Linked DNA regions of Mus musculus: regions 1 and 2 are each linked to region 3. The links are chromatin contacts, called in public Hi-C maps. All regions are on one chromosome and are shown on one strand. The core of a region is the stretch at or near the end of the contact, and the rest is flanking DNA. Distances in the headings are between cores, read along the strand shown. Region 1 overlaps Plekha7 (pleckstrin homology domain containing, family A member 7). Region 2 overlaps Plekha7 (pleckstrin homology domain containing, family A member 7). Region 3 holds the start of Nucb2 (nucleobindin 2).

Evidence for each region. A called contact is a pair of places that touch in the nucleus more often than the background predicts.
Region 1: a contact with region 3 is called in a Hi-C map of CD8 T cells, with 3 times the contacts expected there. The contact joins the enhancer-like site here to the promoter of Nucb2 in region 3. A contact is called at or near these places in 14 of 484 Hi-C or Micro-C datasets (B cells, CD8 T cells, the G1E-ER4 cell line and 8 more), 1 of 115 datasets of contacts at active chromatin or transcription factors (pancreatic cancer cells) and 3 of 9 other capture datasets (adipose tissue, embryonic stem cells and liver).
Region 2: a contact with region 3 is called in a Hi-C map of extraembryonic endoderm stem cells, with 2.7 times the contacts expected there. The contact joins the enhancer-like site here to the promoter of Nucb2 in region 3. A contact is called at or near these places in 1 of 39 promoter capture datasets (cranial neural crest), 8 of 484 Hi-C or Micro-C datasets (the Ba/F3 cell line, the G1E-ER4 cell line, the HL-1 cell line and 3 more), 1 of 115 datasets of contacts at active chromatin or transcription factors (neural tube) and 1 of 9 other capture datasets (embryonic stem cells).

The regions. Positions count from the first base shown.
Region 1 is chr7:116,230,067-116,232,766 of GRCm38.p6, forward strand. The region is part of intron 3 of Plekha7 (pleckstrin homology domain containing, family A member 7); the gene reads right to left. Among named protein-coding and RNA genes, the nearest start is that of Gm44867, 60 kb to the right of the region's middle. Within about 2 kb of position 1,350, at least 67 of the 459 cell types and tissues checked have an H3K27ac peak or open chromatin away from gene starts, as enhancers often do. A contact at or near this core is called in B cells, CD8 T cells, the HL-1 cell line and 2 more, where this site is marked.
Region 2 is chr7:116,121,501-116,124,200 of GRCm38.p6, forward strand. It overlaps Plekha7 (pleckstrin homology domain containing, family A member 7), which reads right to left. Exons shown (of 27, transcript NM_001305185.1): 27 at 1,985-2,700. Among named protein-coding and RNA genes, the nearest start is that of 1110004F10Rik, 29 kb to the left of the region's middle. Within about 2 kb of position 1,396, at least 31 of the 459 cell types and tissues checked have an H3K27ac peak or open chromatin away from gene starts, as enhancers often do. A contact at or near this core is called in cortical neurons and extraembryonic endoderm stem cells, where this site is marked.
Region 3 is chr7:116,503,022-116,505,721 of GRCm38.p6, forward strand. Nucb2 (nucleobindin 2) reads left to right here and starts at 1,348. Exons shown (of 14, transcript NM_001130479.2): 1 at 1,348-1,463.

The sequences.
Region 1 (2,700 bases), core at 100-2,599, 270 kb before region 3:
TAGTATAGATAAAGGCCCACCAGTAGAAGAGTAACTAAAACTCGTCCACACAGACATACCCCGCATACCCACGCTCGTGCGTGTAAAGCTCCAGAGATCACAAATATGAAGTCTGCTCCATTGACCGGAAGGGTGAGGGCAAAAATCATCCCTACCTCTGTCACTCCGCAGAGGCTGCCCATGTTCCCAGAGTCAGAGCCCACATCCCTCCAACCACGTGACACACCTCCTCTCCTGAGGCTCTGGCTCTCTGGGCACCAGGTAATCCAAAGCCCTTCCCTTCCACATTACCTAGACAGTCAGCACGCCCATGGGTTCTGGGACTAGAACCTGGGCGTCTTAGGGCCATTGGGTCCAGCTGTCACAGCACCTATGTGTAGCACACGGACAGTGATGCTTCATGTTTAAGACAATGAGAGCAAGGTGGCAGGCACTATGGAAACGTCACAGTGAAACCATTTATTCTGTGCTGGTGATGTGAGCTAATCATTGTAATGAGGTACACTCTGGTCAGCAAGACACTACCCCGACAAGGATGAGGCACACTCTGGTCAGTGCCACTACACCCGGAAGTGGCAGCACTTTCTTGGCAGGGCTAGGAAGGGGACAAACCTTAGACCCATTGTTCTGGCCTGCATCCCCAAAGCAGACCCCGATGGTTCTTTCCCTCTACAGTCTACAGCTCTGGGTCTCTTCAGCTAAGGAGGCAGCAGCTCACTCTTCCTCTTCCTCTTCCTCCTCTTCTTCCTCCCCTGGCTGCTCTAAGTGCATAGGCTCTGGTTGATTATCTGAATGCTGAAAATGCAGGCATATGACTGGGTCTCAAAAGGCATGTGACAACTGCCCTTTAAAGAAACTGACAGGCACAGACCACGTTTTCCTGGAGCCTTGTGGCGTCACCACACAATGTGAACGCCAGGCACATGGCAGCAGGATAAGTGTTCTCTATCACTTAACTGCATGAGTCAGATTTGATAAATTCCAGTCTTTGAAAGACTATCAAAAGGAAGCTTTAAACTAACAGGCTATGATGGCAGCCTAGCAACCCAGCCTCCTCCATTGCCACCTGAGCCGGGTACTGGAGCAGTCAGGTCCTAACAGACTTCAGAGCCTCGAGGATGGCGGGCTCCCCAGCATACAACCTGTGGGAAATGAGAGCAAGCTGAGACCTGAACCCCAGCTCCATTTCCCCTTGCTCTCTGACCTTGGGCTTTCTGAACACACACAATGAGCCCACTCTCACTCATTGACTCATGGGTAAGGCACCCAGGAAACAGAATATGTTCACCAGAGCCACTTCCTTCTTCCGGTCCCTGAAATACTAAAGGCAGCTGGGCAAGTCCCTCACTGGGAGAGCACTTACCACACACAGCTCACCCACACACCGCCTCTGAAATCTCAGCCAAGGCCCTGCCCAACCCGTACTTCCACTTTTTTTCTCTAAATAGACAGTATAGACTCTAACCACATCCAAAGTGATGATAAACGACAAATGAGGAGTTTAACGTTTTAGCTGTGTTGTTCTTCAAACCTATGTGAGAAATACCCCTAAAATAAAAGTATGTGCCCTGTATGACAGACACCCCTGGGTCACGGATAGGAGGGGAGCCTAAGTTCTGGTCCTGGATCAACTAGAAATGGTTCTGTATGCTCGGTCAGTTCTGAAACTCAGTTTCCCCACTAATAGACTTGTCAATCCCTTCCAGTTCTCAGAGTCTGATATATCATTGAGTAACCCAAACAAGCAGAATAAGCCAAGCTGAGAATGTCTTTAAAAAGACAAATGTCAGTGGAGTGTGGTGGCTCACGTCTTTAATTCCAGGTGGACCTCTTGTGAGTTTGAGGCCAGCCTGGTTTACAGAGCGGGTTCCAGACAGCCAGAGCTACACAGGGAAACCCTGTCTTGAAAACCAAGGAAAAAAGGCCCGAATGTCACCCGACATAGTTTAGTTACCCCTCAGTGTCTCAGGGGATTGGTTCCAGGACCTCCTGAGGCAGCCACCTACATGAAACGGCACAATATCAGCCCCTCCCCATTCCTCCCATATGCTTTAATCTACCTATAGATTGCTTTAAATAGCTCTGCAATGGAAATGTTGTGTAAACTTGCTATACTGTACTTTTCAGGGGATAACAAGTATGGGGGGGTGTCTACACATGTTTTGGATAAATAATACTTTCCAAATATTTTCTATGTGCAGTTGAGCAGGTTATATGAAGACCCCTCAGACGTGTAGACAACTAGAATTAACACCAAAGAGGAAAAATATGGAAGGATGAATGCCAGCTCCTTCAGTCTCAAAGACCATGCGATTTGAGAGCTCTGGGCTTTGCTACAGTTGGAGTCGCTGGGGAAGGTATCTAGTTGAGTCTGTAATGAGACAATCTAGACTTGAATGTCAGCTTGGGTTTATACCTTAGACTTTATCACCTTAGGCAAGGCATTCAATCTCTGGGTTCCTACAATTATAAAACGGACAGTAGCCAGTTCTCAAGGCCAACTAGGGACAGCATGTGGGCCATCCATGGAGCACCTGAAGCAGAGGTGAGCAGTGGATAATGGCTGTCACTGTGCCTTAGTGTGGGTTTCTATTGGTTCAACAAAATACCATGATCAAAAAAGCAAATTGGGGAAGAAAGGGTTTATTGGGTTTCATTTGAGGGAATCAGGACAGGAATTCAAGCAGGGCTGGAACCTGG
Region 2 (2,700 bases), core at 146-2,645, 380 kb before region 3:
CACTGGCCCGCTAGGTCTCAGAAATGTGATTTTGTGGATTAGACAAATAATTTGCTGCTTTGTTCCCACCCTTGGTGAGAACACAAAAGGACTTAGAGCACTGTGTGCTGCTCCTGGGGGGGCGCCTCCAGAGCCCATAAGAGACTCCTGGCTGCCAGGGCCAGAGTCTGTATGTGTTACTATCATCCCCCTTCACACTGCTGGGAACCTGCAGGCCCCCAGGGAAACAGGTGAAAGGTACCACTGAGAGTAGCCAGGAGAACTCTGCAAGAACCCTTCCATGTGGAGGAAACTGAGGCCTTTGAGGGAGGAGAAGGGACCCGCTGCAGGCTTACGGGCCCAGAGCTGGGCCCAAGGCAGGCTGAAGAGATGAACAGGACGCTTGCTTTTAGCACCCCCCTGTATGCAAACTGTTTTCATTTAGCTAGAATCATGGATGTGGTAAAAATGCAGGCAGTTCTGGAAGTTCAAGTGGGAACTAGCAGATTTCATTCCTAATTCCTGTTTGACAGCCGATCTTAAAATTTCCTTGCTGGTTCTGGCCAAGATTTGAAAGGACAGCCTGGGCCTCACCTGGGGCCTAGGTTGCAGTCAGAATTAAGAGGTAAACAAGGCTTAATGGGTAAGGGTGTTTGCTGTTAAACCTGATTCCCTGAATTTGATTCCCTGGAATCCACATAGTAGGAGGGACAAATCTCATAAACTGTCCTCTGACCACCACATTTGAGTCACAGGACGTGTGCACTTACATCCACACACATAGAATAAATGAATGCAAAAAGAGATTAGAGACTAGACAGGAACACCCCCACACCCCCGACTCTCTGCTCAGACCCTGGGCTCTGTAAGGACACACAGCTGAAAATACTGGACCAGAGTCCTTAATCCCAGACTATGCACACCTAGTCAGCCAGTCTGCAAATGGCCTCATCTTGGCTTTTGTCTTTTAACGTTGTGGAAGCAGTGTTTGAATGGACACGTGTGCACATGCATGCACACACACACACACACACACACACACACACACACACACGTGGAAGTGTTGGCATAAGCATGTGTCTAGGCACACACATGTATGGAAGGGAGAGGCCCATGTCAGTTTCTCCCTCAATTGCTCTTCCATCTCCTTTTTGTTAGATTTACTTATGCATCTGAGTATCTTGCCTACATGTGCATGTGTGTACTGCTTCTGTGTAGGGCCCATGGTGCTGAGAAGAGGGACCCAGACACCCTGAAATTGGGGTTATAGATGTCTGTGAGCCACATTCAGGTTCCGTTCTGGGAAGAAAACTGGGGTCCTCAAAGGCCACAATTGGCTGGCCTGGCCGTGGGGTTTTGTTGATTTTTCAGACGACTGCACTCAGTTGCAGATCTTCCCCGCCTTACTTTTATCTGTTGCGTGACATTCCAGCTAATGTTTAAAACAAGAAGAGCATTTCTTAAATTCCAAACAAACAGTAGCCACAATAGCAGCTCTCCCTTCTACCCATCCAGAATGCCTGGGAATCCATTCTTCCCAGTTTAAATACTTGGAAGGCTTCTCCAAACCTCCAACACACTCCTTGGCCATGCGGGAACTTGGAAACGCACACATCTCTAAACCAAACTGGCCCCTTGCCTCCTGCTTTGAGCATGCATCCCAAGTCAAGATGAATTAAATGCAAATCCAGTTTGCAACGGTCCATCACTAACAGGCCTCATTTGAATGGGCGCAGTGTGTGGGTTGGATGGGGGCCCGTTGTACCACTTCTGCTGTCTTGGATGAGATTGGGCCCGACCAGCCCAAACCGGCCCCGAGTAGGGATCCTTGCCTGGGGGTGGGAAAGGAAACCTCACCCCTCAGGCCTCCAAACTCGCTCAAATGTCAAGGGGCTGTCAGTGAGGAGGCTCTTTCATTCGTGAACACGGAAAGGGGGAGGCAGAGGGCTGACACAGGGTAAGGGCACACAGCCCACGGTGAATGAATACAGCCAGCAAGAGCCAGGACACGGATGAGGTTAATATTTTAATCTATACATCACTTTTTTTTTTTTTTGCAAACCATTACACTTTTATTTAAATTAACTTTTTCTTGCAAAATATTCATTTCATTTTTCCAACAAAATCTTATAAAGGCAAAAAATAAAATCTTATTTTGGCAAATGTCATGAAGTTGATACTGGCAGCATATGGAGTTAGTTAAAAATAGACAGTAACTTCTAAATATATTCAAGGATTCTTTTTCTTCTTGTAAGCATAGTCAAAGACAAATTTTCGTTTAAAATGCGGCTCCACCCAGTGAAGGTGTTTATGGTTTTCACTGCTTCCTGCATGTAGAATATCTTGAGACAAGTTAAATAAAGGGACAAAACACTGAGTCTGGCATGGCCACCTCTTCCTCAGCTGGGCTGGAGTCAAGTCACAATCCTGTGTCCTGGCCCTGCCTGCCCACCTCACCAGACCTAGTCAGAGGAAACTGTCCTGGGTTTCCCCACAGCAGGCAGCAGAGGTCCTTTAGTACAGCCTGGCTGGAGGGATGGCTCAAGGCTAGGCATTTGTAAGCAGATGCCACCCAATGCCCAGTTATTGCTTTAACACATCTCGCTTTCCACCTCACAGTGGCTTTTTTCTTTCTTCTGAGAAGTGTCTGCTGAGAGAACTTCACTTCACCGACAGCTGAAGAAGCCAAGGCTTTCGAGCACACGGCTGCTCCTCAGTCAG
Region 3 (2,700 bases), core at 98-2,597:
AAGAGTTAAAATCTAGAGGCTGAGGTTTTGGTTTAGTCACCATCCCAAGAATGGCCGAGTTAGTACAATGTGACTGACTCTTTTTTATAGACTGTAAGTGTGTGTGTGTGTGTGTGTGTGTGTGTGTGTGTGTGTGTGTGGCTGTTACTGACCCCATTTTATACACAAGGAAATGGAAGCATAGTGCTCTGATACCTTCTTTAGGATGGGTTAGAAAAGTTGAGTGTTGCAAGAGAGAAGTCTGATCTCTAATGGTGCACACAGCCATTAACCCACGTTGTGTCTTGCTAACAGTGGTTTCCATTGCAGTCTACCCTCCCCTGGATCTGTGGGTTCTTCGTTTGTAGATTCAACCAACTAGAGATAGAGAGAATGAGACAGAGAGCGAGCGAGCGAGAGTGCTAAGTGCCAGCATTCGTGTGTCTCTCTCTGCTTCCTGATACCTTGTGCCAGCTGCCTCAAGCTTCTTCTACTGCTGTACTGAAGCACACCCTTAAACTGTGAGCAAAACAAACAAGCAAAACCCCAAAACCAAACCAAACCAAACCAAACCAAACCAAACCAAACCAAACCAAACCAAACCCCTCTTCCTTCTTTAACTGCTTTTCTTAGTATTTTTCGTTGCAGCAAGGAGACCAGCCAGTCAGTACACAACCTAGGACCTTTTTCTTTGGGTTGAAAAACAAAACAAAACAAAACAAAACAAAACAAAACACCCTAAAAATCAGTCAGGTGCGAGTAACTGGCACTCACGCTTCAAAACCAGCTCCAAGGCTCTAAAGCTTTTCTACCCTCCAAGCACGTACAAAATGCCCCACGGTTAAAATGTTGTTAATGTTAAATGTGTTGAAGATGTCTTGACTCCACGGGGCAGAGAGAAGAAAAATCTGTATCTGAGAGGTAAATGCTATTAAGTCACAGGGACTCAGGGACCACGATAAGGAGGGTGGGGGTACGTTAAATACCAGTCTGAGTCCCTGCAGGAAAGAGGCTCTCCAAGACTCACAAGAGGGCTACCACTTTTTTCTCCACCACTGTGGGCGCTGCAGGCTCATGCCAGAGACCAAGAACCTGGCAAACCCTAAGATTTTGTGGGGGATCCCCGGGCATCACTTCACCCTACTAAGCCATGCACTAAGAGCTAGTCTAAGACAGCAAGGGAAGGAAGAGGCGCGGCTTCCTCACGCTTCGGAGAGCGCCACGTCCCTCTTGGCTAGTTCTTCCAGAAGCGCCTTCGCGTAGGCGCGTCCCTGGACCAGTTCACCAATAGGAGTCCTCCGCGATCCGGAGCTGGACCAATTAGCGGCTGTGGGGGGAGGAGGCAGTCACCATGGCAACCAGGAGGCGGGCACGCATTAGGCTGTGGATCAGAGCAAGGCGGAGGGCCGTGGGCAGGGAAAACTGGTGTGCTCGCGGCGGGCATCAGTCGGCTTAGCCTCGCGCGCCGGGACCCTGCAGAGAAGGTCAGTGGCGCGGAGCAGGGTGTAGATCCCAGCCTCGAGGAGGCTGGACGGGTCACAGAAGAGAGGGCGCAGGTCTGTTCTTGCCCTGCCCATGGTTGTGGGCATGGAGGGCCGAGTTCTGGGCGGGCAAGGTTGGGGAGGGTCTCCCAGCTGAAGCCGGAGGCGTCGGGTCCACTCCACCACTCTTCTAGCTACAGAGCGCTTGAGCTTTTCTTCCGGGTGGGTAGCACGAGCAGGCAGAGTAGGTGCTGGACCCAGACTGGGGCGGGGTACGTGGGCGAGGGGCTCGCCCACTGGTGAGGTCTCTGGACCTATCGATTCCCGGCTGATGCTCCGCGCCCCCCCGCCCCCCTCCAGTTGTGGAGCAAAGCTAGGCCCAGGAACACAGCTCTTCCCCGGGGTATGTGAAACCAGCATCTGCCACTAAGGAGAAAGTTCCTGCCAGCTGTAGTATCGTTTGCCCCAAAGTGACAAATTAGGTGAAAGAGGATACATTTTGATTTAGGGGGAAGAGAAAGATGTTACTTTCTTGTTGCACCTGCTGAATGTTACCTCCGTGGGCTGGTGTGGTTATTGTGGTTGATACAGACAGCAGTCTTACCAGACAGTTATTTTGCAAAATCAGAAAGGGGTGGAGGGGAAGAGAATGAAAATGAACAGGAACCCTTGTTCTGATAATTTATACCTTTTACACGGGTTAATGTACCTTTTACACAATTGAATGCCGAGTGCTATCATCTAAGTTTCTTATTTAAGAAACTGTGGATAAATAATATACATTTTATCCCCCTCCCCAATCATCCTGATTTTGACAAAAGGCAGGAAAGTGGTGACTCACACAATATCAGCTGTTAGGGGAGCCTGAGGCAGGAGGATACGGGGCTTAAATGAAAATATTTGTTATAGTGAGTTACAGTTAATTTTGGGATTTCCCTACAGGAAAGCTTAAAATGTTGAGATGATTGTCCCAAAGAATTGTCAAGAGGTGATAGTATTCTACCAGGCATTTGGACCAGGGAGCCTTTGGCTATTTAAATTGCTTCTTAAGGTCTTCCCTGGCTGGTTTTGTTAAGAAACTGGACTTGAGTAATGCTCAGATTATTTTATCTTAGAAATTGTATCAGGAGTTTTCCCTCACATAAGCTGTGTTATGGTTCTATAAAACTCAAATTCAACAAATAATGGTCCATGTTCCAACACATGTTCCTTGGTTAACACAATTAACAGGGTTGCACAT